6 separate regions of the Mus musculus genome follow, and all the other regions are linked to region 1. A link is a contact called in public Hi-C, HiChIP or PLAC-seq and capture Hi-C data. All regions are on one chromosome and are shown on one strand. Each heading gives the region's core, a stretch centred on a gene start, on an enhancer-like site or on the middle of the called end of the contact. The rest is flanking DNA. Distances are from core to core; before and after follow the strand shown.

Region 1 (3,583 bases), core at 245-2,744:
GTTCACTGGTGTTTTGCCTGCATGTACATCTGTGTAAGAGTGCCAGATCTCCTAAAGCTGGAGTTGCAGCTATAAGCTACCACATGGGTGTCAGGAATTGAACCAGAGTCCTCCGGAAGAACAGCCAGTGCTCTTAACCAGTGAGTCATCTCTCTAGCTCCCTCTTTTTCGGTGTTCAAGACAGGGTTAGTCTTTGTGGTCCTGGACCTCTGTACTAAGCTGACCTGAACTCAGAAATCAGACTGCCTCTGCCTCCCAAGGACTAGGATTAAAGCCGTGCGCCACTCGAGAGCTTTTAGGGCAAATGGGCCAAGTTTTTTTTCTGGTTGTAAGAAAGTCCCGCCAACCTTCTGCACATGACCCAGCTACTCTGAGGAGACCTGATAATTTTGGGGGATCCTCAGCAGTCTGTCTGCTATAGTGTACTTGTATCCTATGAAGCCCATGTACGAAAGTCACAAGGTGATATAAGGTACTGAGGTCCTGAACGGGTGGGGCCGTGGTGTCCCGCCTCTTCTTGCTGGAACAATCACAGCATGAACCATCCCCATGACCACAGGTGGGCAGATACCAGATCTGTTAGTGCCTCGGTCTTGAACTTCCAAATTCCCAAACTCTCAACAACATATTTCTGTTGTTTGTAAAGGGTCTAAGTTTGCGACATTTTATTGCAGCAGTCAAAATAGACAAAGACACCCCCAAAGTGACTCCTTTTCTGTGCATCCTGTGACATAAGAAAGTGGACTCAGTGTTAACTCACAGGCTGCCCTGGTGGCAGCCTCCAGCCAGGGGCTAGGTTCAGAACTTAGTTCTTCCTCTTGTGGGCTCATCAGCAGCCCCTGAGCAGCCTGCTTACTGGCTCTGGACCACAGCTTCCTCACTAGCGAAATGAAAACAGTGAGCTTCGCCCTCAGCATGATCCACAAATAAGGTAAGGATCTGAGGCTTAGTGGGGGACGCAGGGCAAGCACTCTGTATGCCTCAGCGGCTGCATCTGTGCAAATCAGGGCTCCATGGAAAGGAACTTTGTCATCTCTCATTGCCGAGGTCTTCACTGATGTCCCAGCAATTTCTTCTACTCTGGGTGACACGACCAAACTTCAGTCTTCCCCAGGGAGCATGACACCCCTCCCTCTATCTTTCCCAAATGCAAACTCCCCCCACTTCTGGGTGGTGTAGAAATTCTGCTCACTGGAGTCAGGTGCCTAGGCACTTGTCCCTCAGAACCGACCAGCTTGGAGGTCAGCTGAAGTTCAGGAGGGCCTCTGTTCTAGTCACTGTTTATAGATCTGCCAGAGTTTGTAAGTCAAAGGCCCATTTGGGGCCTCCAGAGCCAAGGCCAAGAGGGCAAGCACACAATGCAGCCCTTCTTTGGAGGCCTTGTTTACCTTCCGGGAGCAGGCAGGGTGTGGCAAGAACTTCTGGGTGGCGAGAATTACAGGGTGTGGTGAGAATGTTGGGTGTGGCTGCCCAGGCCAGGCCTTGAAGAAAGCTGCCAAGCAACAAGGCAGGGGACCCAGTGGCCCAGGTCTGACTGACTGTGGGGAAGTGGCTGGTGGTGTCTGCTGAGGCCTGGCTCTGCGGTAGAGTAACTAATGCCCTGACTCCCTCACTTGCCAAACACAATAATAGGGTAACAGACCAAGAAGGTACTTCACTCAGCATGGCCCTCCATAGCTTTCCTGTCATGTTAAAAAGTAAGCCCCAGGGGGCTTCGTGAGAGTCTTGGTGCCCACATTAACTATTTTTTTTTAAAGATTTATTTATTTTATTTATATGGGTACACTGTTGCTGTCTTCAGACAGAACCAGAAGAGGGCATCAGATCCCATTACAGACGGTTGTGAGCCACCATGTGGTTGCTGGGAATTGAACTCAGGACCTCTGGAAAGAGCAGTCAGTGCTCTTTACCACTGAGCCAGCCCCCCCTCCCCCGCCTCCCCCCCCCCCTATTCATTTTGGGACCTTGGTGAAATGGCTGGAGATTCTAATGTGACATGTAGCATTTCTTCCATCCAAGCTTTGGACTGAGCCTGGATCCATCTAGGATCAAGTGACCAGAGACCTTCAACCATCCATGAGAATGTTATTTTGGAGACTGTAGAAGCTCTGGTAGGGTTTTGGGGAGAGATGAGTCTGACCTGGGAGCCAGGAAGCCACTCTCTATCCTCTAACTAACTCACTGGATGAGATATCCACCCGGAATAAGATCCAAGGGAGAGACAGAAATCCACTCCATAGTTTTATTGTAAAGACCACCGGCCATATATCCAGATGATGTTCCAACTGGTAATAAGAACACATGCTCCACTATGTTTATAGCAGCCTTATTTATAATAGCCAGAAGCTGGAAAGAACCCAGATGCCCCTCAACAGAGGAATGGATATAGAAAATGTGCTACATTTACACAATGGAGTATTACTCAGCTATTAAAAACAATGAATTTATGAAATTCCTAGCCAAATGGATGGATCTGGAGGGCATCATCCTGAGTGAGGTAACCCAATCACAAAAGAACTCACATGGTATACACTCACTGATAAGTGGATATTAGCCCAGAAACTTAGAATACCCAAGAAGATACAATTTACAAAACACATGAAACTCAAGAAGAAGGAAGACCAAAGTGTGGACACTTCCCCCCTTTTTAGAATTGGAAACAAAACCCCCATGGAAGGAGTTATAGAGACAAAGTTTGGAGCTGAGATGAAAGGATGGACCATCCAGAGACTGCCCCACCCGGGGGTCCACCCCATAATCAGCCACCAAACGCAAACATTATTGCATACGCCAGCAAGATTTTGCTGAAAGGACCCTGATATAGCTGTCTCTTGTGAGGCTATGCCGGGGCCTAGCAAACACAGAAGTGGATGCTCACAGTCAGCTATTGGATGGAACACAGGGCCCCCAATGGAGGAGCTAGAAAAAGTACCCAAGGAGCTGAAGGGGTCTGCAACCCTATAGGTGGAACAACAATATGAACTAACTAGGACCCCTAGATCTCATGTCTCTAGCTGCATATGTATCAGAAGATAGTCTAGTCTGCCATCATTGGAAGAGAGGCTCCTTGGTCTTGCAAACTTTATATGCCCCAGTACAGGGGAACGCCAGGGCCAAGAAGTGGGAGTGAGTGGGTGTGTGTGGGGGGAGGGTATGGGGGACTTTTGGGATAGCACTGGAAAGGTAAATGAAGAAAATACCTAATAAAAATTAAAAAAAAAAAAAAAGACCTTCATCCTAGCTGCCTAGAAGCCAGTCTTCTTTCGGGATAGCATTTGAAATGTAAATGAAGTAAATACCTAATAAAAAAATTGGAAAAATAAATAAATAAAAGGGCCACCGGCTTAGGACAGGTCTGGAACAGGGAAGCTTCTGTAGAGACCAAGCCATTCACCCTCCCCAGGTATGGCTCAGACGTGTCCAAACTTCAAGCCCATGACCCACATGTACCCAGGATATGCGGGTCATATGTATGAATGCAGCCCAGCTCAAAATCTTAGTTACTTCAAGCATTCTAAGATCATTTACAATTAAAAAACAAAACAAAAAAAAAAATCAACTCTATTGTGTGGTTCTGGAGGCA
Region 2 (3,583 bases), core at 968-3,467, 750 kb after region 1:
AAGTACAGTATACACACACACACACACACGGGGAGGGGGGGGGGGAACCATCAATAGGATGCCATTCTGAAAAGAAAAATTGGGAATAAGAATTGAAATTAACAGTCAACAGGAACACCAAAAGTTAAAATTAGAAAAACTCCTCAAAAGAGGAAGAATAGGAAAAGAAGATAGAAATTAAGAAGAAAGGCCACCAGCCCCGGAGAGCAAGCGTCTACCTAAGGACTCTTCGAGAAAACAGTCAACAATCTCCCTTTCTTGACATCTCACCAAGAAAACTGAGACCTAAAGGAAACCCAGAGCAGAGGCCCAGCATGATGAGTGGATTAGGCTAACACGTGCCTACTGGAAGAGCGACACAGCACACTCCGGGCTTGTCTCCAAGGGCATTTCCTGATAAACCCAGGCCATGTGGACTCTGACCTAATCAATGGCTTAATGCATTGATAATGCATTCTTTACTTAGTAGAGTCCTGAGGTGTAGAACTGTGGAAGGTGTGGGCTATTGGAGGAAGTGGGTCTCTGGGAACCTGTCTTTGAGGTATATATATAGAACTTGGCCTCGCTGTATTCTTTCTGCTTCTTGTCTGTAAAGTGAGCAGAGTGAATGGCTTCTTTCTACCATGCCCATCTTTGTCAGACTTCTACAGTGCCACGGGCCTAAGAGCAACAGAGTCACATGACCACCAACTGAACCAATGAAGCAATAAACCTTTTCTCTTTTAAACTGCTTCTCTTTGGTATTTTGTTGCAGTGCCAAAAAGTCTGTCACACTTAAAAAGTAACCACAACACTGAACAAAGAGAAATGCTAACCAACATACTGTGACAATTTAGAACACTGCGTTTAGAGAGAGATTTTTTCATCGAGGGGACAAAGTCAATTGTACAGAATGGCGAGAACGGTGTTAACGTCTTTGTACGCATCACACATCCATCACTACAAAGATGAGTAGATCCTGAAGATAGAGTCTGGTTACCGGACAGTAATGGAACAGTGCTTTCAAACTCTGAGGCTGGGGAATGTGAGAAAGGCAAGACATGTTCAGCCCTGAGGCCTCCCCAGCTTTACTTTCACCGTCCCAGAAAACACTTAGAAGATGTGATGTAGGAAAATGAAGACAGGAAGAAGCCATGAGTTCAGGAGTGAGGGTCTCAGCCTTGGCAAACGGCATTCTGAGGAGGACAGCTGTGCGCTCAATCCAGAGGATGATCCAGCTGCATGGAGGGGTGGAGGAAGACCAATGGACACAGACAGGGGCCACATAACAGCTGGGACCTGGGAGCAGTAAAAAAAATGTCACCGAGAACTATTAGGGAGGACTAGTGACATTTGGCATAAAAATCCAGACAACCAAGATACAATCATATACAAAACAAATAACCCTAACTGGTTATAGGAACGTAACTTTTCATGTACAGAAGGGCAGGACTCTGAAGAAGCTACTGAGAAACTCAGATCATGGTAATGGTTAACCATCATAATCAAGGCTCAGGGACGATTCCTGACGCCAGGCACAGGGCTTCTGTATGTAGGAAGTCTATGCATGGATTCTTTATCTCCATGAGACAGGAAAAAGTTCCATGGCAAGCAGCAGGAGAAACGATTGAGAGGAAAGGTGGTTGGTTGTCTCAGTGTGACAATAAAATGTCACACTTCACTATAATCTTTCTAATAGCATTTACCTCTTATAAATATATTCTGTTCATATGAAAAATTTGAAACAAAATACAAAAAGGTAAATATCAAGGAAGACATCTAAAATTCCGTCAGGATATTCCTGCTGTCCTCCTAACCTGGGCATGGCCGGCTCTACACTTCTGCTACCTCTGGCTCTAAGGGAGATCCTGATGCAAACATTTGCAGCTAGGCCACATGCAACCAGAGAACAAGGCCAAACACATCAGAAAGCCACTTATCAGTGGTTCCCCCAGAGTGGACCAGTCTCGAGTCATCTGGAATCTAATTAGACATGCGAATTCTTCATTCTTAGCCCCGAGCTACGCAATGAGAGACTCCAGGGTGGCTTTCAGCACTGTTTGCTTGTGACAGGATGTCATAATAACCCAAGCTGGTCTCAAACTCAGACTTATGATGCTCCTGTCTTGTTCTCCAAGTGTAGGGATTTAAAGATTTATAGGTATGTGTCATCATATCCGGCTAATTCTGGTTAGTCACCCGTCCTCTTGGTGTGGGTGACTCAGATACTCTCTGGAGTGACGTGTTCTGGTGAAGAGAAAAAGCTGGGTCCAGAGTCAAAAGGCTTCTCCTCCACCTGGACCCTGACCAGTCACTGCCCTTCTGAGTCACCATTTCTTTGCCTGTGGGAGGATGGCTTGGAATGTCATTAGTCATCAAATGACTAGTGAGATCACTTGCATTTCTAACTCATGGCTTCTAGTTTTTCCCACATATCCTATTTTATTTGTTTATTCTTTATCTGATGCTAGGGGCCTAACCCAAGGCCTTGTCATGTGCCAGGCAAGCAGCCTACCCCCAAGCTATACACATCCAGCCTGAATTTTCAATCAACCATGGAAATAAAGGAATCTATTCAAATGGTAGGCAATGGTGAACACAGAATAGATTAGTTGACAGAAGTAAATGTGACTTACAGCTTTCTTGTCAGGCTGGCTATCATCATAGCCAGTTGTAAGGTCCCTGATAGCAGAGATTTCAAACTTGCCACACATTTTGGGATAATTATTCTTCCCGTCATAGTTTCTCAGGTTTCCAAATAAGTTTTGAATTGTGCCCTGATCATGGCAGATAAAATATGAAGCTGTGGTAATATGATAGCCGTACCTATAAAAAGAAACCATGAATGTAAGCAAAATGAGCCACAAAAATTCTGCAGAATGTATGGCAAGATGTGTGCCAACTAGCTCACTCTAAAGTGAGTGAAACAGGGAACTCTAACCAACTTCAAAAAGATGAGTTAACATTAAAGAAGAAGCTGGGGCTGGCATGATGCTTCAGTGGGTAAGGGTGATTGCTGCCAAGCATAGCAACCTTAGTGGATCCCTGGAACACACATAATAAAAGGAGAGAAACAATTCCTCAGTTGTCCTCTGACTTCCATGTGTTTGGTGGCACGTGTGTACCCACTCATATATACACAATATATATATATATATATACATATATATATATATATATATATAGAGAGAGAGAGAGAGAGAGAGAGAGATAGGTAGAGAGATATAGATATACACACACACACATATGCACATACCACATACACACACACAAACAATAAATAAATGTTAAAAACAAGTAAAGGGGTTGAAGAGATGGCTCAGTGATTAATAGCATGAGCTACTTTTCCAGAGGACCCAGGTTTGAGTCTCAGCTCCCTCATTGTGGTTCACAAACATCTGCAGCTTCACACACATCATAGCAATTTCAGGAGACCCGATGACCTCTTCTGGCCTTTGCAGGCACCAGGCATACACACGGTGCATGGAGACATGCAGTCGAAACACCCATACACATAAAATAAAGGTGAATACATTTTAAAAGAAGACAAAAAAGAGGTCCAGGGCAGAAGAGATAGCTCAGCCGGTGAAGTGCTTGCCTTACA
Region 3 (3,764 bases), core at 674-3,173, 600 kb after region 1:
CTTATCTTGACAGCTCGTGTGGAAAGCGCTAGCGAGCCTCTCAGTTGCGCTCTCTCGTTAAAGCAAAACTCTCATTCCAGATATAGTTTATATGCTGTCAGCAAGCAGTAACGACATGGAAATATTTTTTTTTAAATGAATCAATCATGCTTCTTTCTAGAGCACTGTAATGACCAACGTGAAGCTTTTCAGGCTTTATGATGTTTATATTAATTTATCTCATAAAAAAATAACCAGGTAACATTTCATACCTATTAGGACAGCTACCATTATAAAAATCATTTCTGTAAGGATGCAGAGAAGTTAGGATCAGTGAATAATGGGGATATAATTATTATAGAAGAGTACAGGAAGGCTTGAAAGTTAAACAGACACACTGTGCGGCTGGTTTTATATCAACTTGACAGAAGCAAAAGTTGTCTGAAAGGAGGGAACTTTGATTGAGAAAATGTCTCCATAAGACTGGGCTATATGCAAGCCTATAGGGCATTTTCTTCATTAGTGATTGATGGGGGGCCCAGCCCATTGTGGGCGGTGCTATCCCTAGGCCAGTCATCATGGTTTCTATAAGAAAGCAGGCTGAGCAAGCCATGGGTTGCAAGCCTGTAAGCAGCACCCCTCCATATCACCTTGGGCCTCCAGGTTCCTGCCCTGTTTGACTTCCTATCCTGGCTTCCTTCAATAATTAACCTTGATGTGGAAGTATAAACCAAATAAACCCTTTCGTCCCCAAATTGCTTTGGATATGGTGTTTCACCACAGCAACAGAAACCCATATGAACACTCACCATATGAAGTAGCAAATTCACTAACTCTAAAGAATGGAAAGCAGAAACCTGAACAGATGTGTGTATACCAAAATTCTTAGCACTACTGCTCACACAGGAAAAGGCCAAAAGAACTGGAATGTCCAGTGATGAATAAATGAATCAACTGATAGAATATTATTCAGCCAAAGAAAGAAATAGGATCCTGACATGTATAAAATGAGCAAACCCAGAAGATGCAATGCTAAGTGAAAGAAACCAAAACCAAGAAACCAAATCCTACTGATTCCACTATACAGGGTACCTAGATTAACTCAAATTGTAGAATCAGAAAGGGAGAAAGCTCAGTGGTAAGAGACCTCAGTAAGTCACTGAACCTCCAATCAAAGCAGGGCACGCTGCTCGGGCCTCTAACTCCTGCACAGGGAACAGAGACAAATAGACTCTCAGCACTTACCAGCCGGACTAATCCAGCCAAAACCAGCTCTGGTTCAGTGAGAAATCCTGTCTGAAGTCAACAAGGCAGAGAAAGTCAAAGGAAAACAGCCATGTCCCTGCTCTGGCTTCTACACACACAGGCACACATATGTATACATTCACACACCACAAATTACCCCAACACACACACACACACACACACACACACACACACACACACACACACACAGAGGAAAACACAAAGTAGAACGGTGGCTGCCTGGGGCTGTGGCAAGTTACAAGGGGGAGAGAGCTGTGACTCAGGAAGATGAAAGGAGAGCAGTGGGAACCTTACTCAAGAACCAGACTCTAAAAAAAAAAAAAAGGTGAAAACGATACATTGTATATCTGGGTATACTTTTCCCCACAATTACTTAGAAAAAGAAGAAATAGATCTAAATGTCAATATAGTTTTTCTTTATAGAATTACAGTTTGTGACACGTATTCGAGATACATAAGAAATGATCATGCCTTTGTTTCTACAATTGGATAATTTAAATCATATGACAATATCAAAAACCATACACCTACAAAATAGAATTAGATGCAAAGTGAAGAAAAAGGGCACACAATACTTCTTCCCAGATTCCTCCATAGGAGTCCTGACCACTCACTACCACCCTATCTGCTGCCCCTCCCTGATGACCAGGGCCAGACTTCACCCTAGCCTGAACAGTTCTCACCCAAGAGAGCTCCTTCCTCTTCTGAGAGGGTAGCTGCAGGTAGCGCCTGCCTGGTAGTCAGACAGTGGATCCGGGGCTTGCAATACCCGAGTTTATCCCTAGATGGCTCTAACCTCTCAATTTATTTATAAAATTATAAATAATTTTACTTTTTCTTCACACCATGATGAAGTTAAAATTGACAGTATCTTTTAAAAACCTCTAAGCACTGTTTCCCACAATTACTTAGGAAAAAAAGAGAGAGAGAAACTAGGTCTAAATGTCAATATAGTTTTTCTTTACCGAATTATAGTTTGTGACAAGTATTCTAGATACACAAGATGATCATGCCTTTGTTTCTACAATCAGATAATTTAAATCATGTGACAATCTCAAAAACCATACACCTAGATAGAAAGGCTTACTACCAAACAGTAACTCTTACTATCAAATAAATCCTGCAAATGGTGACATTTCATAAGCATCTAGAAACTGTAGTTAAGATTGTCACCATGGTTTTGGGGTTTTGGTTTTTATTCCTCCCCACTCACTTCTCAATCAGGACCCGTTTTCTGCTCTCCTCCATTAAAACTGCCCTGGCAGAACTGCAGGTGACTCTCTACTAGAAAACATGGTAAACTTCTTAGGTCTCCTTTCACTAGATCTCTGTGGTGTTCAATCTGAAAGACCCACCATTCTCACACAGCTCAGTAAATGTTGGACCACATGCATTCCTAACCTCTTTATTCCTCCCAGGGTGTCTTGGAGGAGAGATGGCAAGAGGGGGTGTGGGTCCTTAGCTTTGTCTCCATCATGCCCAGGAAAGATTCTTGTCACACAGAACACATCCACTGCACGATGTGAGGTCGTCTATGATCCCTCTGACATGGCCCTACAGAGTAGTGCCACAAGCACTCCCACCCAAGGCCTTGGTGCTACACGCTAAAAGTGCCCCCTACTCACCCTCTATCCTTTCGCAGAGCTTGTGCAGGCCTTGCAAGGGGCAGCCCTCACAGAGCTGGGCTGGTGCCTTAGCCGTCTGCTGCACCGCAGCTACCGTGAAAGCCTGCTTCAGAGTCATCATGATCTCGTCAACCTGCACAGAGGAGCCAAGGGTCAACAGCAAGTCAGCTGGGCCGACCGACCGGCTGACCGACGGCGGCAGCAAGCTCACAGGACAGACTTTGTGTGGTAAATTGTTTTTTCTGGGCTATTTTTCACAGACTGACAGGAAATAGTGGAAATAATTGCTAGGGTTGCTTTTTGTTGTCAGAGGATGACTCCTCTAGCGTCAGCACTCTTAAAACAGGTGAGACACAAGGTAAGAACATTGTAACTGAGTATAGAGCAAGGGCCTCCGGTCCAAAGTCCACAGGAGTTCCTTTTCTACCTACCTACCTTCCTTCCTCTCTCTCTCTTTTTCTTCTTTCTTCCTCTTTTCCTTTCCTTTCCTTTCTCTTTCCTTCCTTCCTTCTTTCCTCACAACAGAGGGTCATGAACTTGCTGGACAGCTCTAAAGCTTCCAGTCTTCCTACCTCCAGCCTACATACTGGGACTTACAAGAACAGGGCTACCACACTCGGGTAAAATGAATGCATTAGAACTCTAAATGCAGCATTAGAGCAGAGGGTGAAAGCAAGCGTATCTTTCAAAAATATTGAAATTTAAAATGAAAATGCAAATGAGTCTCTCGGATGCGTAGCAGAAAGGTATTAGTCACGAGTGGATAATTAAGGCAAATACTGCTCTATCAGCAAGGCTCTCCAGCTTTGACCAGCCTGGAAGACTCAGCAGGATTGAAATTGCTCACAAGGTTTGCAGTGGGCAGTGTCGTCCTCTTACCAGAGCTTCATTTGT
Region 4 (3,327 bases), core at 116-2,615, 830 kb after region 1:
AGACGCAACAGACCAGAATCTTCTGCGGCAAAACTTTATTGCTTACATCTTTGGGAGCCAGGAGGGCAAGCGCCCAGCGCCCAGCCCCAAAAACGAAAGCCCCTTCAATATTTTTAGGAGCCAGAGCTCCGGCGCGCCAAAGCGCAGAGCGTGTTCTATTGTTTACATCTTTAGGCAGCGAGCGAGCGCAGGGCGCGCAGAGCCAGAGAGATGCCAGCGAGAGAGAATGGCGGAAACCCCTTCCCTCTTTAGGAGAGTTATATTTCGCCTAGGACGCATCACTCCCTGATTGGCTGCAGCCCATGGCCGAGCTGACGTTCACGGGAAAGGTAGAGTACAAGTAGTCATAAAATACCCTTGGCTCATGCGCAGATTATTTGTTTACCACTTAGAACACAGGATGTCAGCGCCATCTTGTGACGGCGAATGTGGGGGCGGCTCCCAACAGACAGGCATTTCTTTTCTTCTTTCCTTCTATATAAAAGCCAAGCTAGGATCCCACTAAGCGATCATATCTGGTTATGCATCTTCATTTTTATGCTGAAATTAAGAGCAGTAGTATCTCTTTGAAGAGACCATGCCAGCTGTGACTCACCTGATTGTTCTCTCATGGTTCCACTATCTTGCTCCTCTGTCCAGGTAATTTCTCTTCTCTTGGAAGTTAAGTCTGGAGATCTGAGAAAGAACATTTCACTGGTGAATTTGTCAACTTCACATTGGATCTTATCAGGACTCACATAAGGGCAGGGTGTTCCACTGTGACTAACACTGAATGTGATCAGTAGATTAAGGTAGCAACTACCAGAAGTTCCCATCAAAATTCTATTTATAGGACGAGTGGGTTGGCTCAGCCCTAAAGGCACTTGCTTGGCATGCCTAGTGGCTTCAGTTTGATCCCCAGAACCCATGAGGAGGTGAAAGGCAGGAACAGATTTAACAGAGTTGTCCTCTAACCACACAAATGCCCTGGCATGAGCATCCTTCCCTATCTGCACACAGGGACACTCGATAATAAAAAATAAGAATGCGATAAAAAGAAATGCTAACACCACCCCCTTTGCAATAAAAAATCTGTGGAGAATGTCCCACTAAGCACATGCCATTGTGACCTCTGTGAATGGTTAGCCCTTAAGAACAGTATTCCCACCTAGCCCCTCAAGTCTACATTTACATTCCACTCTTCTGAAGTGCTTTCAAATCTTTCTTCTTGTGAGTCCTAGGTTCTAGTGTTCCTGAGCTGTTCTTTCAAAAAAAAAAAAAACAGCTGGCTCTTGCTCAACGTTGTTAGAGAAGTTCTGTAAACGTGTGTAAACATTTCCTGTTGGGGACAGCTGGCCGCATTAGGCTGTGCTCTGCAAACCTCCTTTGCTCTGCATTAGTGACGGTATCTGAATTTTCAGAACGACACAGCCTCCTGAGGCCTCCACTGTTTTCCTGACACAGGGGCTTTCCACCCTGATCAAACACTAAAACCATGTAGGAAGCTTTCAACTTCTGTCCCAGCCCAACCCCGTACCTAGAGGATCAGTAGTTAGGAGGCTGTAGCCCAGTGTAGGTGTGTTCTAGATGATTTCTAGGTGACTCAACTGGGCAAGCCAGGGGCATCCAATGATCAAGCAGCTACTTCAGAAAGGAAAACTGACTATGGCGACACCACTCACCACTAGGGCACTATATCTCCTTCAAGGATGATGGCTTCAGAATTTCACCTCACATGAGAACATGAGGGAGCTTTTAAACTTCCCGAGGGCCAGGTGGCATCTGTACCAACAAAGAAGTATGTCTGGGTGCAGGACAAGACCCTGTCACCTCACCCTTCTTGCCCCTCTATTAGCTCTCTGCTGCTGCTATGACAAATTATCAATAAGTCAGAGGCTTCCAATGACACAGTATCCTCAAGCCAGACATACAAAACAGGTCTCACTGGGGCAAAATTAAGGTATTAGCAGGGTTTGCCTGCCTCTTCCAGCTTCCCTGCAGCTACTGCATCTCCAGAGTTGATGGTCCCTTTCCAGATTTAGTGTCAGTAATGGCAGTCAGGGCTGTGTCTCAAAATTGATCATTCTGTCTTGTCTACCTCTCTATTCTACATGTAGAGAGTCCTGTGAGTACACTGAGCACCTCCAAATCGTCTAAGAAAACAAGTGTTCTGTTGGGAAATAACTAGTTAACAATTTTAATCTAACCTGCTAGCATTGAAATGTCAACAATGTAGAGGTGCCTTCCCCCGCATCCTCATTCTTGCAGTGCTGGGAATCAAATCCAGAGTCTCATCCATCTACAGTATGGGCTTTATCACTGAGCCACACCTCAGCCTTGGAAAGCCATTACTTTGTCTAACATGCAGTGATGGTTAACATTGATTGCTAACTTGATGGGATCTAGGATCATCTAGGATCAAACATCTGTGAGGACGTTTCTAGACTGGTTTAATTGAGGTGGGAGGATCCACCTTAAACGTGGGTACCACCATTCTAAGGACTGAGGTTCTTGGTTGAATAGAAGGGAGAAAGTGGGCTGAGTACCAGGATGTGTCTCTCTTTGCTTCTTGGCAATTGCTGAAATGTGCCCACCTACCTGCTGTTGTCCTTTCTTTGCCTCCATGGTTTATACCCTAAACCATAAGCTCAAGTAAGTTTTCCATCTCTTGCATGCTTCTTCTCAGGTATTTGGTCACAGTGAGAAAAAGTAACACACATGTCCTCAAATAATTCTGCCCCTCCCCCTCCAATAAACATGAAACAGTATGTTTATGTCAATTGCTGTCGTTCTAAATGTACAGGAATCTTATCGATGCTTTATTAACATGGAAACAAGCACAGACCACCTAGTCTCAGTGTCGTCTTTATCTCTCTGGAGTTCTATGTCTTTAAGAAGAGAACCACCCCCCCCCCCATCCAACTTTCCCCTGTAGGTATCTCTTTGGCTAGAACAGGCTCCTATGTATACCTCTCACCCAACACTATCAAAAGTTCCAAAGTACCCAACCTCTTGTCACGGAGACATGATGCTGCAGTGTCAAAATGTGTTGTGCAACATTCGTGGAATAGCTATTCTGGAATGTAGCTAGAGGCTGCAGGAGGGATAGACCTCATTTAGAGCAGACATGGCTAATCACCTATGACAGGAATAAATGCCCACTTTCTGCAATGGATAGCTCTCCACTGGTGAATGTTGTCAGGGATGAGGTGGGTGCCTGGCTATTGGATGGATAACAAACTGCCTGTTTTGAACAAACAATTCAGAGCCAAAAGGAAGAAGAAGGGGAGAAACAGTGCGTTGGAAACCACATGCATCTTGCTTTTGCAATAGGAGCTCCGGTGCTCT
Region 5 (3,750 bases), core at 1,132-3,631, 630 kb after region 1:
CATTGCCCTTAACTTTCTTCCAATCCTGACCCATCTTTAACTTTCCACCATGGTTTCTCTCTCACCTATTTTCTTCTCTCTCTGGCCAAGAACTCCTGATATGTAGGGATACTGGAAGTGTGTTACCCACAACTAGCTTCACCCTTGTATACCTATTTTCAAAAGCAGCCTAGAGTTGATCATTTTATACCTTTCTTCTAAGAAAAGAAGTTCCACTTCTCAGAGGACAAGAATCTTTCCAAGTTCTGCCAACCAGGTTTCATAATGAGAATACCTCCTCCTCCCCAGACAACACGGCTATCACAGATAAAGCCTGCTGTACTTAGAGCCATATAACTCAACCTTTAATCTTAGCAGCTATGACTCGTGCTGCTCCACTACAGCTAGTGCTGGTGACTACAGCCAGAAATGTATCATACTCTTAGGAAGAACTAAGACAACAGATATGAAGTGTCTCTCTATACAAATAGTAAGGATGTAAGATAAGCTGTACACCAGGCAGCTAGATTTAGTCATTCTATACTGTAGATATGTCAAAACATCATGGTAGGTATAGTAAATATATTTTTATCTGTCCATAAAAGCATAACTTTAAAAATAGCTATGATGGGGCCAGAGGAATGGCTCAGCACTTTTAAGAGCACCAGTTGCTCTTACAGAGAACCAGGGTTCAATCCCAGCACGCACATGACTGCTATCAACTCCAGTTTCTGGGGATACAACCCCCTCTTCTGGCCTCCACTGGCACTGCATGCACAGTGCATAGACATACATTCAGGCAAAACACATCACATAAAGTAGAATAAATAATTTTTTAAATGTTAAGATGGCTCTGGTAAATTACCTAGCTTCTCTAAATGTTGGTTTCTTTATATTCCCTATGCACACACCAGCAAAAACACATAGGAAGAGCCAACAACCACACTAGGATCATAATTACTCCAAGAATCAGGTATGTTACAGAACTTGGCTACTCCCATCATGGCTGGCACACATAAAGTGTCCAGATATGTAATTACCTCTTCCTCTCCATGTTTTAATGTTAATTCAAGTTTCCCCTTCTCTTAAATGCCCAATATAGGTAATGCTTTTCCAAACAAAATCCATCACCCTTATTGAAGGAAAGGAAATCCATTATACATATAGCTCATTTCCTATGAGTCTTCCTGGGAACAAGAGAACTAAATAAATGGACCAGTGAGTCACCACAGCCCAGCGCCAGGGATACTCTGCCACACTGGACCTCAATGGTCTCACTCTGCAAAGGTTCAGGCCATACTCTCTACCTGCACACCGTTCACACAGCTGCTCTCCCAGGCCACGGGCCTTGTGTTAATGACACCCTTCATAAGTAAAGGCTCTCCACTCACCCCAACCACTGCTCATAATTCCTACCCACCCCTGACGTTTCCCATGCCCACCATGATCTGAAATTCACAAGTATGCTCTCATGTGGTTAAATAAAGATATGAGAAATACAATACATTGTTTCAAAGATATGTATAGCTTTGACTCACAAGTCAGCAAGGCAATATTTAATATATACAAAACCCAGAGACAAGAAATTCGGGGTTAAGTTTAGCCATAAACTAGCTATGAGAACTTAGTGACCAAAATTGACTTCATTGCTCTGGTTCATCGCCAGCTTCTTTATGCAGAAGAGAACAAACGGAATCACATTCAAAGCTCCACTCCACTTTGAACAACAGAACTAAGTTCCACCAGAATTTCCACACCTGAGCCACAACCATAAATAGGATGTGCTGGGATGAAAAAAAGCGCCTTCATTTCTGAATCTACCCAAGTATCAATAATTTGGTTAAAATAATAGGCCTTCCTCAAGATTAAAAAAAAAAAAAAAAAAAAAAAAAACTGGTGTTAGAAGGAATTATGCAAGGTACTAAAAGTGGGAAGCGACTGTGACAGCTGTGAAACACAAGAATGTGGGGGAGGGGTGGTAAGATTATCAGAGCCCAAGGACCAGGAAATCTGTCAGGCTGTCTCTCCTAGAACGAGAGTGAAGATTCACTCATGATACCTCTACCATATAGATGCCTAAACAAGACCTGAACAAAGACACTGACAGACATGTTAAAGTAGAAATCTCCTGGGGGCTCCACTCCTAGACAAACTGGTAACTATGTAACTAGTTAACTACAGGATGCTGAGAGTGGCTAACTACTTGGTGTTGGACAATCAATTAGGGTACTATTTCTTCCCCACTAGTGCTTCCTAACCATGTTCTTTCTCCCTTAGCCTCCCACACTGTGTGTGACCTGTTTGCCCTTTCCTACAGATTTCACACAGACCTCACCTTCCATTCTCCCCAGAACCCTGGCTGAGCCCTGCAAACACAGCCTAGTTAATTTGCAATTAACCTTCCCTTACAGGCCACCTCCCCCACCTAAACTACACAATGCTCAAAGGATGCAAGTGTTGTCGTCTCTCATCTCTGTTCCCTCAGCCCTTCACACTGTGCAACCATCATCCACTCAACCCAACTACCTATCCAACCAGGTTCTAACAGACTATGTTTACAAATGGTCTTCAGTTTCCTATTCATACTCTGATGTTAGTCAAAAATAGATTTTAACAAACAAAAGGAAACAAAAAAACAAACAGATATGAAGGGTTTGGTGTTTGTTTGTTTGTTTGTTTGTTTCAGAATGAGAAAACAGGCTCTGCAAATTTAACCAGAACAGTTCGGGTCAAAATAAGCCAACAGAGCTCACACATCTCTTCTTGTTATAACACGCGACAGATATGAAATAATCTGCAGGAAAAGAGCAAGAACACTAGGAAATGATCTTCCCAGCTTACTGTTTGTTTTGTTTTTTGTTTTTTGTTTTTTTCAGATAAGTCTACCAAAACATTGTCGAATACAACATTCCTGTTAAGATTATCAAAATCCAGCTCACAGCCTTAGCTGTCATCTTCCTTGGAGAAACACTTGCACCATGTGATACAAGTGGAAGCCAAGAGAACATGCCAGTTGAAGTGAAAAGAGGGTGCAAACAGACTAGCCTGGACGCCCCGGGAGCAGAGGCAAGACATGCTAACTAAGGACTGGAAGGGAGACAGCCGGCTGGCTCCAGCTGTGGAGAGCACACTGGCATCACGCTGTGTCTCAAAAGATCTAGGACTTCTTCCTCACCATGTCACCCTGACCAATTCTGAGGGTCCCACCTTGTTTGGCACAACCCGAAAAGTCCCTCTTGGTCCTTTGCCCCGGCACTTTGCAACTGCTCTGCTGTCTACTGGTTCTAATAGCACTTGAAATGTATTTTTGTAAGAAAGGAGAGGAGGCAAAGTATCATTTTCATCAAACACTACTCCAATTCCTAGACTGTGATAATATTCTAATGTTATGTTGAGCAAAGATGTAAGTACAAAGAAGTGTTTACACCAAAGACTTTGAACTTGATAAACTGAATGGTTACTACATAAAAAATTCAAATTTTTAAACAATGTGTTGGAGTATGAGGTACAAAAGTACCTCTTCCACTTTGGTTCCCTAGACAGCCAATTTCAAGGTCACTGATTTTCTTTTTTTAGGTTTCTCTTGCAGATGAAACAAACAAAAAATAATAAAAAACAAAATATAGAAAGAAAAAAACCCAAGTGAAACCATGGCATATGTTTTTGTTTGTTTGTTTTCGAGACAGGGTTTCTCTGTGTAGCCCTGGCTGTCCTGGAACTCACTTTGTAGACCAGGCTAGGCTGGCCTTGAACCCAGAAAATCCGCCTACC
Region 6 (3,493 bases), core at 929-3,428, 650 kb after region 1:
CTCTGGAGTGCCTCTGTTCTGTGTACATACACATAAGCATGAACACTAGCATCTGCCTGTGAAACAAACTTCTCTCTTCAACCCTAACAATAGTCAATTTATCAAAATGCTGTGCCATTTCAAAACCAACTTTCTGATTACATTTTGCTACGAATATCTGTTTTCTTCTCCATATTTTACTTTCTGTGTCAATTGGGCATATTTACTTTTGAAGTTTGTATGGCATTCCGAAACTAGAAACAGCATTTGTCTATTTTTAGCTCAGTCTATAAAGTTAAAGCAAATAATCTTCCTTCCAAAGCACTGTTCATATTTCAAGTTCATGGGGGAAAAACCAGCAGTAATGAGCTCATAAAAGAAAACAGTAAAAAATTTATAATCAAAAGATTTTGACATCCACACCTTGTGTTATAATGAAACAGAGGATCTCGGCTTTCATCTCAGACATCTTGTGAACATTTATAATGGAAACATTTGAAAGGATCCAGCTGTGTTTCATGAAATTTCTCTGTGCACTAATGCCATTAAAATAATGACTACTAAATGGAAAAAAAAAATATGTTCCTCCTTAAAAAAAAAAAAAAGACCTAGAAGAGGGCTGGAGAAATGGCTCAGTAAAGTGCTTGCCTTGCAAGCACAAGGACCCGGGTTCAATCCCCCGAACCTGTGAAAGAAAACAGCAACAGCAACAACAGCCACAACAACAACAAAAGAGCAGCAGCCAGCCAGGCCCAGGCAGTGGTAGGTTTGTAATCTGAGTCCTGGGGAGGAAGGAAGACTGGTGGATCCTTGGCGCTTCCTGAATGGCCAGGCCACATAACCTAGTAGGTGAGTTCCAGACCAACGAAAGACTCTGAAAACCCAAGGGGGACAGTGTTCCTAAAGAACAGCAACCAAAGCTAACCCCTGGCATGTGACCTAACACACACATGAACACATACACCACACACATATAAAAAAAAAATAAAAATGGAAAAGTATGAAATGCTATTTCCTGACTGGTCTATTAGCAAATAAAAACCTGATCCAAACTCGTTCCCCTCCCTCCACAGCAGGTCAAAGTTTCCTGGTTTAGGTGGTTGAATTTACCTTTGAATATGATTTTTTTTTTGTAAAATTTTTAATTTCTAAGACTTTCTATACAAACTTAATCCCAGGTTTTATCCACAGCTGAGCCCTTTCTCACAACATTCACTCTTTTCAAGTCTGAAATGAGCATGCTTCCTTATGCAAAACACGATCCTTTTAAAAATTTAACATTACTATTGTATGTGCCACTGCTGGGGCATGACGAGGGTACGAAGGCGTGGGTGGAGGTCAGAGGCCAACTTACTAGGATTGGCTCTCTCTTTCTACCAAATGGCCTGAGGGGTTGAATTGGGGTTGTCGGGCTTGGTGGCAGGTGCCTTTACCTGCTAAGCGATCCTGTCATCCCTAAAGCCCTGTTTTTGCTTTCTTGGTGTAACCTGAGATTTCAAGGTAAAAGCCAGTGAGTCACAGACTCCTGCATCTCGCCAAGTGTCTGCTCAGGCTCTTCTTGGTGCCATTGTTGGTGCACTGAGCAAGAACACTTTCCAGAAATCATGACCCAAGTTAGTCCCCATAACTGAGAGGAGGGGTGAGGGGAGGGGGAGGGGAAGGGGGAGGGGAGGAGAGAGGAGGGAGGGGAGGAGAGAGGGGGAGGGGGAGAGAGAATAGGGGGAAACAACCTCCAGTAGTCTCTGGGGATTTAGTGCTTAGCAAAAGAACACCTGCCCGGGTTGTAAAATAAACCACCCGTGCACACTGCACGCGCGCACACACACACACCCTGGCCTCTCTGTACAGCTGGAGAAGGAACAGAACTAAAAACAGCTCCTACTGGCTCTGACAGACACCAGGGGTGAGCGGACCTGAAGAGAGAATGGCTTCTCCTTTCCATGTGTGTTAGAGTCTCATCCATCCTCTTAAAGCTTTTATGCAGGGGGGTCTGAATTGTAGGTCTTCTAACCTGGAATTTCCCAAATGTGACAACGATAATACAAGCAACGTGAAGTTTCATGTTTTCATGAATTTCAACATAAACTCAGCTTTCAGATGAGGGCCAGGCAGTTTCTTCTGTGGTTTGGATTAACTTTCTTTTGAGCCTTTGAACTTTGCTCTCTATGAGGCAGAACGGGGTGGCTTGGGGCCAGGTGGACTCGGATGTTCTGCCAGCTCTACCTACTCATTTCAGGGACAGATCACACCTGGATCCGTATCTACCCTGTAGCTATTGTGGAAGTTATTATGGACTTAAAATCTCCAACATTCCTCCCAAGCTGTGACATTTATGTTGAAGTGAATCCCCTGGTGGCACACTGCTGAAACCCCAGCACTTGTAAGACCGAGGTAGAGGGATGACAGATTCGAGACCAACCAGAGCTGCAGACAGGGTTGCAGACTAGCCTGAGCTCTGAGACTCCATCTAAAACGAACCAACTCATGATGGGTTAATGGTCTGATGGCCTTAGCTCACAGTTATCTTTGATTGTTAAACTCAGAGTCACTCTCAACAGGTCACCAAAGCTCCGAGAACTTTCCAGAACGCAGAATCGGTTCCTTCCTTCGGAGGAGAGATCAAGAATGGATGCCTGCCTGGTCTCTCAAAGCCTTCTCGGAGATCACTATTCAGGAGGGAAGCAAGCAGTATTCCCTGAGCACTTAGTGTCTGGCAGATGTTTGCCATTATCTCGTTAATCATTGCAGCTCTTGGAGATAAGAAATGATCGTGGTGATGGAGCATAATGCTCAGAGTGCTTTGCCTGTCAGACTCGGAGGAAACCAGTGAACCCTAGACAAAGTCCATTGGCCCCCCACGCATTGTTCAAAATCTCCATAGTGCATGAAACAGGGAGCCTCCTGACCTCCTAAGAAGGGGAAACTGAGGACCAGTTGGTAATTTCACATCTACAACCTGGCCCCACCGAGGGATAGGCTTCAACCATCCATCAGTCTACTAATGCCTATGGCTCATCACCGCGCATCAGTTCCTGGGGTGCAGCGGTAGACACACCACCTGCCCTTGAAGGGACGGTTTACAGTCCAGCAAGCCCACACTGCAAGCAAAGAGGAAAGAGCACAGCTGACTGCTTGAGTCAGGGAGCCAGAGAAGGGGTCCTGAGCCAACGGCAGGCCCTGTAGGCAGCTTGGAGTCTTACCAGGCATCCAAATGCTAAGTAGAAATTACCCTTACAGATAAGAGAGGAGGAAGACTATCCCTAATCTGTAGAGCATTAGAATTAGGTACTGACAGGATTTTCACTTTTTTGGGTAAGATTTATTATTTTATAAATGTTTTGCCTACACATGTCTGTGTATCACATGTGTACCTGGTCCCTACAGAGGCCAAAGAGGACACTAGAACCCCCTGGGACTGGAGTTACTGACAGTTGTGAGCCATCACATAAGTGTTGGGACTCAAGCCCTGGAAGAGCAATCAGTGTTCTTAACCACTGAGCCATCTCTCCAGCCC

What was found. A called contact is a pair of places that touch in the nucleus more often than the background predicts. HiChIP or PLAC-seq counts read pairs in DNA pulled down with a chosen protein or histone mark. Capture Hi-C pulls out chosen DNA fragments and counts their contacts.
Region 2: a contact with region 1 is called in a Hi-C map of uterus, with 3 times the contacts expected there. The contact joins two enhancer-like sites. A contact is called at or near these places in 5 of 39 promoter capture datasets (the 3T3-L1 cell line, cranial neural crest, embryonic stem cells and 2 more), 2 of 15 datasets of contacts at CTCF or cohesin (the NIH/3T3 cell line and large pre-B cells), 2 of 484 Hi-C or Micro-C datasets (cortical neurons and uterus), 6 of 115 datasets of contacts at active chromatin or transcription factors (embryonic stem cells, extraembryonic endoderm stem cells, large pre-B cells and 1 more) and 1 of 9 other capture datasets (embryonic stem cells).
Region 3: a contact with region 1 is called in a capture Hi-C map of embryonic stem cells, with 10 times the contacts expected there. The contact joins two enhancer-like sites. A contact is called at or near these places in 1 of 15 datasets of contacts at CTCF or cohesin (large pre-B cells), 2 of 484 Hi-C or Micro-C datasets (embryonic fibroblasts and embryonic stem cells), 14 of 115 datasets of contacts at active chromatin or transcription factors (the NIH/3T3 cell line, astrocytes, bone marrow-derived macrophages and 6 more) and 2 of 9 other capture datasets (adipose tissue and embryonic stem cells).
Region 4: a contact with region 1 is called in a capture Hi-C map of embryonic stem cells, with 4 times the contacts expected there. The contact joins two enhancer-like sites. A contact is called at or near these places in 1 of 115 datasets of contacts at active chromatin or transcription factors (large pre-B cells) and 1 of 9 other capture datasets (embryonic stem cells).
Region 5: an H3K4me3 HiChIP or PLAC-seq map of embryonic stem cells shows a contact between it and region 1, with 18 read pairs. The contact joins two enhancer-like sites. A contact is called at or near these places in 2 of 15 datasets of contacts at CTCF or cohesin (the NIH/3T3 cell line and large pre-B cells), 3 of 484 Hi-C or Micro-C datasets (all in embryonic stem cells), 22 of 115 datasets of contacts at active chromatin or transcription factors (the NIH/3T3 cell line, embryonic basal ganglia, embryonic forebrain and 11 more) and 2 of 9 other capture datasets (embryonic stem cells and liver).
Region 6: an H3K27ac HiChIP or PLAC-seq map of trophoblast stem cells shows a contact between it and region 1, with 7 times the contacts expected there. The contact joins two enhancer-like sites. A contact is called at or near these places in 2 of 15 datasets of contacts at CTCF or cohesin (the NIH/3T3 cell line and large pre-B cells), 6 of 484 Hi-C or Micro-C datasets (Sertoli cells, bone marrow-derived macrophages, brown adipocytes and 3 more), 9 of 115 datasets of contacts at active chromatin or transcription factors (embryonic limb bud, embryonic stem cells, fetal liver and 4 more) and 2 of 9 other capture datasets (embryonic stem cells and liver).

Annotation. Positions count from the first base shown.
Region 1 is chr5:64,862,717-64,866,299 of GRCm38.p6, reverse strand. No RefSeq gene overlaps it. Among named protein-coding and RNA genes, the nearest start is that of Gm31889, 15 kb to the left of the region's middle. Within about 2 kb of position 1,494, at least 201 of the 459 cell types and tissues checked have an H3K27ac peak or open chromatin away from gene starts, as enhancers often do. A contact at or near this core is called in embryonic stem cells, liver, pancreatic cancer cells and 1 more, where this site is marked.
Region 2 is chr5:64,111,230-64,114,812 of GRCm38.p6, reverse strand. Pgm2 (phosphoglucomutase 2) reads right to left here. Exons shown (of 14, transcript NM_025700.3): 12 at 2,616-2,805. Among named protein-coding and RNA genes, the nearest start is that of Pgm2, 20 kb to the right of the region's middle. Within about 2 kb of position 2,217, at least 75 of the 459 cell types and tissues checked have an H3K27ac peak or open chromatin away from gene starts, as enhancers often do. A contact at or near this core is called in pancreatic cancer cells and uterus, where this site is marked.
Region 3 is chr5:64,263,565-64,267,328 of GRCm38.p6, reverse strand. Tbc1d1 (TBC1 domain family, member 1) reads right to left here. Exons shown (of 22, transcript NM_001310611.1): 5 at 3,750-3,764; 6 at 2,871-3,003. Among named protein-coding and RNA genes, the nearest start is that of Gm38634, 8.3 kb to the right of the region's middle. Within about 2 kb of position 1,923, at least 24 of the 459 cell types and tissues checked have an H3K27ac peak or open chromatin away from gene starts, as enhancers often do. A contact at or near this core is called in embryonic stem cells, where this site is marked.
Region 4 is chr5:64,027,954-64,031,280 of GRCm38.p6, reverse strand. No RefSeq gene overlaps it. Among named protein-coding and RNA genes, the nearest start is that of 5830416I19Rik, 15 kb to the left of the region's middle. Within about 2 kb of position 1,365, at least 126 of the 459 cell types and tissues checked have an H3K27ac peak or open chromatin away from gene starts, as enhancers often do.
Region 5 is chr5:64,236,057-64,239,806 of GRCm38.p6, reverse strand. The region is part of intron 2 of Tbc1d1 (TBC1 domain family, member 1); the gene reads right to left. Among named protein-coding and RNA genes, the nearest start is that of Gm46913, 9.4 kb to the left of the region's middle. Within about 2 kb of position 2,381, at least 26 of the 459 cell types and tissues checked have an H3K27ac peak or open chromatin away from gene starts, as enhancers often do. A contact at or near this core is called in embryonic stem cells and pancreatic cancer cells, where this site is marked.
Region 6 is chr5:64,216,731-64,220,223 of GRCm38.p6, reverse strand. All of the region lies in intron 2 of Tbc1d1 (TBC1 domain family, member 1), which reads right to left. Among named protein-coding and RNA genes, the nearest start is that of Gm46913, 29 kb to the left of the region's middle. Within about 2 kb of position 2,178, at least 56 of the 459 cell types and tissues checked have an H3K27ac peak or open chromatin away from gene starts, as enhancers often do. A contact at or near this core is called in liver, where this site is marked.